2 separate regions of the Oryctolagus cuniculus genome follow, and region 2 is linked to region 1. A link is a contact called in public Hi-C data. All regions are on one chromosome and are shown on one strand. The core of a region is the stretch at or near the end of the contact, and the rest is flanking DNA. Distances in the headings are between cores, read along the strand shown. Region 1 has its middle 470 kb from the start of MCTP2. Region 2 holds the start of NR2F2 (nuclear receptor subfamily 2 group F member 2).

Region 1 (4,684 bases), core at 1,994-4,493:
AGAGTCTGCCTCTAAATCTGTAGCCCTGGACTTGAGGTCTACCCTCCCTAAGCTTTCTTGTCCTGATCCATGAAACAAAGATGAGCTGCCCCAACCCCCATGAAGTTACTGGGAGGTTCACAGGCAGCAGGATGCTTCGAGCTCCAGCACAGGGCCCGGCACCCACAGGTGCTCAGACATGTGTGTTGTCTCTCTGTTTACCAGGGCCTGCATTGGGCTGAATGTACTGGATTTTGTGCCCATGAGCTCTGAGATCATGGAAATGCCTTCCTATGTTGGCTGGGGGCTCCTGCAGGGTAGAATCTGGCCTTCCTAGGAAATTGGTTGTTTTGATTTCTCTTCTCCGCTTGGCTGTGTGAGATCCCTGTGCTGGGATGGCACCCAGCCCTTCTCCCCAGATAATCTCCACAGGGTGTCTTGTGCCGAGGCTGGGGCTGTCTACATCGGCTTTTCAAGAGCCACTTATCTTTTCATTGAGACTTCATTCTTTAAGAACACTGGTGGGTTACCCATGGTCCTCCTGGTGTGAGTCAAGGCTCGGCGGAAGTCGGTGAGGGTTAGGATGTCTGAAACACACACAAAACCTCACACAGGACTGCACAAGGGCAGAACACCGGCCCAAGCAATTTGGCAGCCATATTTTAAAACTCCTATTTCTAAAAAAAAGATGTGATTGTTTTCATCCATCCAGGCACATCCCTGAACAGGAGAGAAACAGCCGAGGAAGGGGGAGAAACTTCCCTTCCACTATCACCTCCTTTCATCGCCCCCGCCGGAGCCGCCTGGGTTGCCATGGTGACGCAGGGCTGACCTCTCACTTTCTGCTCTTCCAGGAGCTGAAAAGGTAAAAATGAGCCATTTGGTCTCAAATGAAAATCAACCTCCCTCAGTTAAAAGATGTTAAATCGCTTTCCCTTCGTCAAACCTAATGTTCCGTAGCCAAGTTTAAAAAAATAGGAGAGGGGGGTTGGGGGGTGGAGGGGGAGACGGAGGCACACAGAGACTTCAGAAGCCAGCGGGGAGACGGGCTGGAGGCAGTGGCAGCCACAGCCACTGGAACCCAGAAAGAGCAGCGACTGCCCAGGCCACGCAGCCCTGGGTGCTGACCCCACTCTACCCCACTGCCTGCCTCTTGCGCATACTTGGTGGTGGTGCCTGGTGCATCTGGATTTGTGGCTCCTGTTCTCCACGTGCAGGGAAGTTGGGGCAGGAAGTAAAAATATTGATTGAACCCCAGAGCAGTGGTGCAGGCCCACTGTGGGCAATGGGATCCACCCTGGAACCAGCTGGGCACACTCAGGGGCCGAGATGAATACGGCAAAGCCCACTGGCTCAGAGGCCCCAGGGACTCCCAGGTTCGCGGTGCCTCCTGTCTGATGAAAAGTGTTGGGTGGGCAGGTGGCAGAGGTGTGCAGAGTGAGCTGCTCCGGGAGGCAGGGCTGGTCCAGCTTGGGAACTGGAAGCCTCATACGCCCCATTTCTGGTTTGCTGACCCGTGGCAAGGCAGCCGGAGATGTGGATGCCCTTTCTCCTTTCCTCTTCTCCCTCTTGGCTGGTGGAGGAGCCGTCTGGTCTTCCGTCCACCTGCACGTCGTGTGCAAGGATGGCTGGGCTGTGCTCTGGCTCTGGTGATTTATTTTGATGCAAGTTTCTAAGGACGTGGGCTCGAGCTGTCAAGCCTTCTTCTACATGAGAATTACCCTTAATTATAAGCTAGGCTAGAGCTACCGATTTATCACTACCAGACTTGTTATTAATCCTTTAACTTCTTGGAGAGTAGAAATTTTACAAAAACTGAAAGAAAAAAAAAACATAAAGAGTAAGAGTCGGAACAGGGAATGCCACTAATTCTCACCAGAAACAGGTCCTCGTGCTAAACCTACACAGTAAACCTGTTTTTGTTTGGTTGGGTTTTTTTTGTTTGTTTGTTTGTTTTTTGTTTTTAAGAATTGCTTTGGTAATCTTACGGGCAAATTAGTGGTCAAAAATACAGAAAAACTCCATTAGTGATCACCTTCAGTAAGTCTAAATCAGGGAAAACAAGAACAAGTTATAGAAAGATAAACTGGAGGGCAATAAAAGGGTGCCCAGATCATTCATTTATTCACAGATCTACCTTTCAGTCATCTTGCTTCAAACACACAGCATCTGCTGGTTTAATAGTACTGAGCTTTCGTTGCTCCGGCAGCTTCAGGTGGCAGCAAAGCTGAGAGAAAGATCCTCTCTCTGCCGGATTCATGGCGTCCCTTGACGCCTGAAATTCCCACCTGAAATCTGCTGGCCCTGAAATGTGGGAAGAAAGTCTCTCTCATGTCCCCTCCTGCCGCCACACACGTGCATGGCCCGTGGTCCACATTTCTCTACAAGGGCTCGGCTGCCACCTTACTCCCAGGGCCCATGGCTAAGCACAGGCTAAGCACAGTAGGGGTGCCTCAAACTCAGTGGGCTGGCCTTGGCACGTTTCAAGGGTTAACGCTATGAAGGGAAGCAGAAAATACTCTGCCGCGCCTGTATTTTGATCTGAGGTTCAAAACCTACATGCAGATGAAAATGGCCAGCCTCATCACTACACACAATCCCTTTCTCTGCTTCCCAGTCCCTCTCCTTCTTCCCTCTCCACAATCTCACAGATCTCGGCGTGATTAGAGGGCCTCGGATAAGAGAATGGCCAATGGTATTCTATGGTTTCAGTGTAGTCTGAAGATTAGATCCCTATGAAAATAACATCTCTCTCCTCCACTCCCTGCCCCCTCCCCACTGGAAGCAGCTGCTTTCACATTTAAATGTAGCGAGGGTAACAAGAGCCTCTTTTATCAGCTACTGCTATTCATAAGGCATTGAAATACATGCGGTTTCTTAATCCCTAGTGCGGCTCCAAGGGGCTTCAGCTTTGTGCTGAAATAGCACGTATCTTTTTAAAGTAGCTGATGGAAATCGTCTTCCAACCAAATCAGCCTCTTAAAAGCAGCTCTCCCCCAAGGTTTCCACCGAACGTAAATGGAGTCCAGGACACAGTGTGTGTCCAGCCGCCTCCGCCGCCACAAAGGGCTTCAGAAACAATGCTCAAGTTTGTTTATAAGTCGTCGCAGCGCCGTGGCGGGCCGCGCGCCTCTTCCCTGCACGCCCTCCCAGCCCCACCGCGATTCCCTGCCCATCTTCGCGGTGCCGCAACTTGGCTCGGGGTCTCTTCTGGGAGAGGCACTGCCGCTGCTGCCCGGCCAGGTCACGTCCAGAGGCAGGAGTGGGGGGCACCAGGGCGGGATGGAGGGAAGACCCCCGGAGCAGGCGGGAAATCACCGGGACCCCCGATAGCCCAAGAGGAGCCTGAGGAGGACCCGTGAATTCCACAGCCACGGAGTGAGCCATTTTGTAGGCAGAGAGAGCCGGGAGGAACTTGTAGTCCTGGGATACATATTTTTACACACGTACACACATACATACCCAGGTTAGCCTGTCAGACAGCACCGGTTCTCTGCACCATCGTCTAAAAATAGCACTAGACACAGTGCTAACACAAAGGGAGCACTTGCAGCACGAACGGAAATAAATAGCCTAAATTACAGTTAACTCTTGTGACTGCATATTTTGTTTGAAACTAGGTCCCTAAAATTAACTCTTCCACACATGTTTAAGTTAAGCCTGATCCTTTAAAAATAATATCCCCTCAAAATCCATATGTAGCGCAAATGCACACACATATTAACATATAATACATATGGGTGTGTTTCAAAAGTTCGTGGAAAATGTGTATCATCAAAAAAAAGTATGCACGGATTTCCAAAACGGTTTTGTGCCAAATTAAACATCATTTAATTCCATTTTCCCATGAGATTTTATTCATAGGTAGATACTCAAGCGTCCGTGCAAATACATCTGATTTTCTATCTTCAGTAAAACGAGGACATTTCTTGTCTCTGGATCCATTGCTAACGAAGTGGAGAAAAAGCGGGGAGAAATATGTTCTGTGTTTTGTGTTGATCTCGGTGCTTATTTTCACTTAGAAGCTCACAGAATAGATCTCAAGGAAAAAACCACATTCTGCTAGGACTGTCCTACTCGCTGTTCCAGTTTCAAAGTATGAGTATTTCTTCCTAGCAAGCAGGAGCTGCAAAAGGCTTTGGCTACTGAGTTCCTCGGGCATGCATCTGCGTTTCAATTGTCTTTTTTTTTTCCCCAAATTCTCTCTGTCTTGGGGGCTGAAGCGCTGATGAGCGTCCTTTGCCTCGTCCCGTCTATCTCTTCCTACTTATAAAAGGTCACAACGTGGCCAGGTAGGAGGGCTGTGCAGTGAGGAGCCCTGTCCTCCGCCACGGGCCGGGCCGGCGCGGGAGGCGGCGACGCGGCGGGAACGGGCGCGCGGGCGCGCGGGCGCCCCGCGAACACTCGGGTCACTTCGTCCCGCGCGCGTGGGGGCGGGCGGCCGTCTCGCCGCGGCTGCAGGTTTTCCATCACAGAAGCAGCATCTCGAGGTGATTCCACATGGCCTTTAATACCGTTACAGGAAAACTTAATTCCAATCACTGGGATTGAGCGAAAAACCGTCCTTTCGTCTGAATCGTGGAACTCGACTGCCCTCTTTCGGTGCCGAGGGGCCACAGGACGCGGGGCCTGCGGGAGCCGCGCGGAGGGCGCTCGGCTGGAAATCGGGGGGCACGCGAGGGGCGGCCGGGGTGCGGACCCCGGG
Region 2 (4,804 bases), core at 1,715-4,214, 1.6 Mb before region 1:
ATGTCAGTTAATTAGGGGCAAACTCAGCCTAGATGTAGTGGGACTGGAATCGAGACGGGAAATCTAATGGGTATACTCATCTCAATTTAATAGATGAGAATAATTGATTATAGGGAAATTTTAATCTTGACTCTTGAGTGCGGAGCGGTCCACGGCAACATCATCTTTTATTAAAAAAAAAAAAGAAAGAAAAAAGAAAGAGAAAAGGGAGATCAGCTTCCATGGGTCATGTAGAGATTTTTGGAATCTGAAGTACGCTCTGATGGCCTTAGATTGAAAATAAAGAATTTCCCAAGCCATCTCTCCTGTGAAATTGGAGCCTGCCAGGCACACGACCACAGGGCTGCCATAAAGTCAGAGGTGTTTCTGTATTTTTGAGACTCATTCAGTCATGGAAGTGCTGTCAAAAAGGTTTTAAAAATCACCATATGAATTGTAGTTAATTTTACTGCATAGAAGACATAGGTATGGCAGACTGCAAAGGAAAAAGAAACACAAATATTTTAAATGTCTTCTTCAGAGATGCTGGCTTGCCTTGATGCCAAGATTAAAAACCTCAAAGACTAACCAATAAATATCAATATATTGTTCTTTTTAAAGGAAACCCAGGCCAGTCTCTTATTGCAGATGTAAATTTATTTTAATGAGAGGAATGACAAGCTTTAATTTGGCTGGAGAAAGCTGGAATAGCATTTCTTTTAATCTGGGGAGACAAACAAACACACACCCAGGAATATGATTTTTTTTTGCGGAAAGTGGCTGGATGGGCTGTAATTCTTTACAGATTAAATCACACTATGAATACAGGCCCCAGCAAATGCCGAGTTTAACTCTGAACTCAGTGGAAACCAGTTCTGTCCACCAGGATTCATTGAATTCCTCCTTTCCCCCAATCTCGTCCGTGTGTGTTTTTCTCTTCCACCACACTGGAGCTCCATGAATAGGGAAAGGGGCTTCCATTGTGTCCCTCTGAACTTCCAAGTCAATGCAATTTTTAACCACTGGCTTGTGGTACTTTGAAAATCACCAGGGGCTGTCAGAGTTGGGTCCTCTGAAAAATTTACAGTGCTAAATCAGAGCATATGCTGGGAGGGAAAGAATTGCTGAAGATTGGAGCAAGTACAGTATCTGTCTGCCCCCTAGTGTAAGAGCCCTCGCTGCCTAAAATTCAACTTTAAAAGAAAAGGAGCTCTTAAAGGGAAACGACTTTGGGCTCACGTAGGCATAGCAGAATGAAACTTCTGTACATTTTAATCTGAATAATTCTTCAGGATTTAAAATTAATTGGCTCTGGCGTGGTTGGACTGCACCGGGATCTCGCCACCTCTGCGTTCCCCGAGTCACTGGTGAAGAGGTGATTTTTTTTTTTTTGAACTGGGTTTATGTGAGTCCCCCTCACCCCCTCCTCTCTTTTTCTTTCTCTCTGTCTCTGTCGTCTCTCTCCCTGGCTTTTTAAAAATGAGGAACCGTTCCCCGAACGTTCTGGACAGAGCACAGAATTACTGCTTAAGTCAGCCCGGCGCGGTTGCAAATAGACAGCCAAAAGGTAAACGTTTGCCAGAAACCCGCACGCCAGCTCCGCCACCCCGCCGATGGTGAGTACCCCGTCTCGTCGCGGTTCTCCCGGCTTAGCCGGGCGCTCGCCTCCCCGACCGGCGGCCGAGGGCGCCGGCCGCCGCTTTTCTCGAGCCCTGCCTGCCTGCCTGCCTGTCAGTTGCACAAGGTTGCAAAACGAAGCGCAGAGACAAATCCAACAGTAAATTCGTATACTTAGCGCGAGCCTGGCAGCTCCTTTGCTAGAAAACCCAGTCGCCTGCTCCTTGGAAAGCCACGCTTATCCGACTGGTTTTCGGCTTTCTCTATGGAAGGAAATGAGTTTCAGGAGACAGGACGAGGAGATGGGAGGCACCGCAGTCTTTATGCTTCGGCTTAATCATATTTTGGCAGCTTTGCAATTGTATTTTCCCCCCTCTTCCCCCTGCACCACCTCTCCTACCACACACATGTAATAAAACATGGCAATGCATTGAATTGACTCTGTCCCCCCTTCCCCAAAACCCCTTAAACCACAGTCCTAGGCATTCCATACACGTTAGCAAACCGAATTTCTGAAAAGCCCCCAAGTCATCCCCAACCCCACACAGCACAAGGAGGAAAGTGAGAAAGGAGAGAGAGAGAGAGGAGAGAAAAATACTGTAAGTAAACATACCAAAACCATATTTGCCTTGCTCAAGGTCCCAAACCGCTTGCATCTTCCTTCTAAACTGGAATAACTCTCCTTTAGTTTGGCGAGGGAAATAAACGCTTTGTTGGCCCCCTGAAAAGATGTGTCTTGGATAATTAAAGAGAATCGCCTCCTCGGTGTTTATCTAAGCGATTGTGCAAACTGATAAAAAGTAGGCACTAGCCTGCAGGGAAAACGAGGAAAGGTGACGGGAGAGATCTTCCACCTCAAGGAAGTGCTTCCCCATGTATTAGGCGCTAGCTCTCAGCCCTGGAAAACCCTGCACACTAACTTTAGAGAGACAAGGTTTCAAGGAGTCTGTACATAGCTGCTGAGGAATGCAAGCCTCGCCTTTAAGAAAAAAAACCCCAAACCGTAGGTAGGAGATGTCTGGAGTGATCCTTGTCTCTCATCTCATTCCTTAGAAGGAAGAGTGCGTTGTTACACCTTGTTTGGGGCTGGAAAGACGAGACTTTAAAAACACCCGTCCAATTGAAAAAAATCTCCCAACTTAATGAGTTTAGTCGGAGGCTGGAGCAAACGGCTCAGCCTCAGCAGAAAACCGCCAACAACTATGGGCGATACTGCAAAGCAAGACGACCGAGGTGCAGCCAGATCCCACTGTTTGGGGTCCAGAGGGATGGAGGCTAATCCTAAAGCAAGTTGGAAAAAAAACAGAGGTGGGAGAAGAGAGGAAAAAGCAGCAGCCTTGCAGGCTGGCACGCAGGCTTCCCTTGTCCTGGATCAAAGATAGAACTTGAAATAGGAGGGCAACGTTTTTTCCCTAAGAATCCCTTGGATTCCTCATTTCCTACTTTTAACTCAAATTCCCCCCAGTGAGTCCCCCCTCCCCCCTGGATTTGTGTCTCTCCCCCTTTCCAGTCCCCATTCTAGAACTTTCCTGAAGAGGAACTCTATGTTTTTTTGGGGGGAGGGGTTCCCCATTTCATGCCTCCATAGAATCAATGCCCAGTTCACCCCCTCTTTTAATCTTCTCCCCGAAATGAATAAAGGGAACAGGAATACTGTTAACCAGCAAAAACTGAGGATAAACTAAGACTGCCTCCTCACACTTTTAAAACGGTTTTAAGTAATGGATTTTTTGGGGGGGTTGTTTTAAGAGGAGAATAATGGGGAAACACAGATCTTTTATTTTGGGAGACTGTTATAGTAAGATGTATGTCAGACTTGACAAATGGAACTAACGCTCTTGGGCTGCTTCTTGTCCTTGTCTTAAACAGGAATTAAGTTAAACACAGTGCTGAATGTTAATTACATGTTTACTGGCTAATGAAAATTACAAATGGTTTTGCCACCTCAAACAATGATGAAAACTCTGAAGACACTGTAATTATATACTTTGAGGGAAATAACTCAGAATATTGATCATAAGAAGTGTAAATCTTTTTTTAACTATTCATTAATACCATAAATACGGGCTGCAGAAGTTCTTCCTTGCGGTTTGTCTCATCAGTTGCAGGAGCGGGTGGAAGGTGAGGCTCCTGAGGGGTGAACTCATTCTCTGAGTAGAAGGAGGCCACTTGTGTAACTGGGGGGTGCCCCTCCCTTGCGCCCCGCCCCTTCAACCCCAGCTGAAGGTCGAGCGCTGGTTGAACCAGGAGGCCAGCTCAGGGCAGGTGAAGGTGATCGCAGCGGGCCTGCCCCTCCTCCCCCCTCCCCAGCTCTCCTCTCCTCTCCTCTCCCTCCTCCCTTTCTCGGCAGGGCTGATGGAGGACTGCCTTCCTCACCTGGCCTCCTTCCCCCTAACCTGGCACTCTGGGTTCCTGGTAGGGACCATCCAGACCGGGCAGCTGACCTCAGTACAGCCGTGCCACCCTGACAACTTGAGTTCCCTCCTGCTGTCAGAGGTGGCTAGAGCAGGTCATTGGTGGGGTGGGAGTTAGGGATGGAGGTGGCTCTTGGGTACGGTGGCTCTGGTCCATGAACCAGAACTGGATTCCCTGGCCTGAGGAGCAGAGAAATTTTTTGTTTTTGTTGTTGTTGCCATTTTCTTTTAACTTTGGCCAGGGTTGGCAGCCGCTTAGATCTGGAGGGGTCAAAGGTGAGGGCTGCACTAACCCTAAAAGACTGACCTGCCCTGGCCAGAAAGCCAAGTGGCCAGTGGAGCTGGGAGTTTGTCAGCCACTGCCTGCCTTTTTTGAGGGGGCGCTGGTGAAACCCACACATGCCTAGGAGCCGTGGGGGCACAGCACCGAGTGTGGGGTTTAAGTGGAATATTGCCGGTTTTTAAAAAAGTGCCCTGGGCTTGTGGGACTGGAGTCCTCTTTCCCCCTGAGAATTCCCAAGGCGCTGGGCTTTGTCTTAGAAGGAGTGGAGTTTCTGAATGGTGTGAAAGGGACAGAGAGGGTCGCTTCAAATCGATTTTACTTGTCCTTTCTGTCTTTTCGGATCAACGCCCTTCAATGGGCACAGAGGTGCTCTTTCAACCAAAAACTTGTGCTACATTTTCTGCCTGTATTGGTGCTAAATACAATAAGCGTTGGGCAGATTTTTTTTTCCCTTTGCCCTCCAAAGCAAGAAAGCACCCTAATTAAATTGTTTTATATGGACAGTCAAGAC

The links. Hi-C and Micro-C count contacts between places; a contact is called where the count stands out from the background.
Region 2: a Hi-C map of an unstated tissue shows a contact between it and region 1, with 6 times the contacts expected there. The contact joins the promoter of NR2F2 here to the enhancer-like site in region 1. A contact is called at or near these places in 2 of 6 Hi-C or Micro-C datasets (skin fibroblasts and an unstated tissue).

Annotation. Positions count from the first base shown.
Region 1 is chr12:4,705,445-4,710,128 of mOryCun1.1, reverse strand. No RefSeq gene overlaps it. Among named protein-coding and RNA genes, the nearest start is that of MCTP2, 470 kb to the right of the region's middle. Within about 2 kb of position 3,243, at least 1 of the 8 cell types and tissues checked has an H3K27ac peak or open chromatin away from gene starts, as enhancers often do.
Region 2 is chr12:6,349,720-6,354,523 of mOryCun1.1, reverse strand. NR2F2 (nuclear receptor subfamily 2 group F member 2) reads right to left here and starts at 2,964. Exons shown (of 3, transcript XM_070053313.1): 1 at 2,210-2,964. The coding sequence starts at 2,252. It overlaps LOC103352191 (a long non-coding RNA gene), which reads left to right and starts at 1,088. Exons shown (of 12, transcript XR_011380426.1): 1 at 1,088-1,354.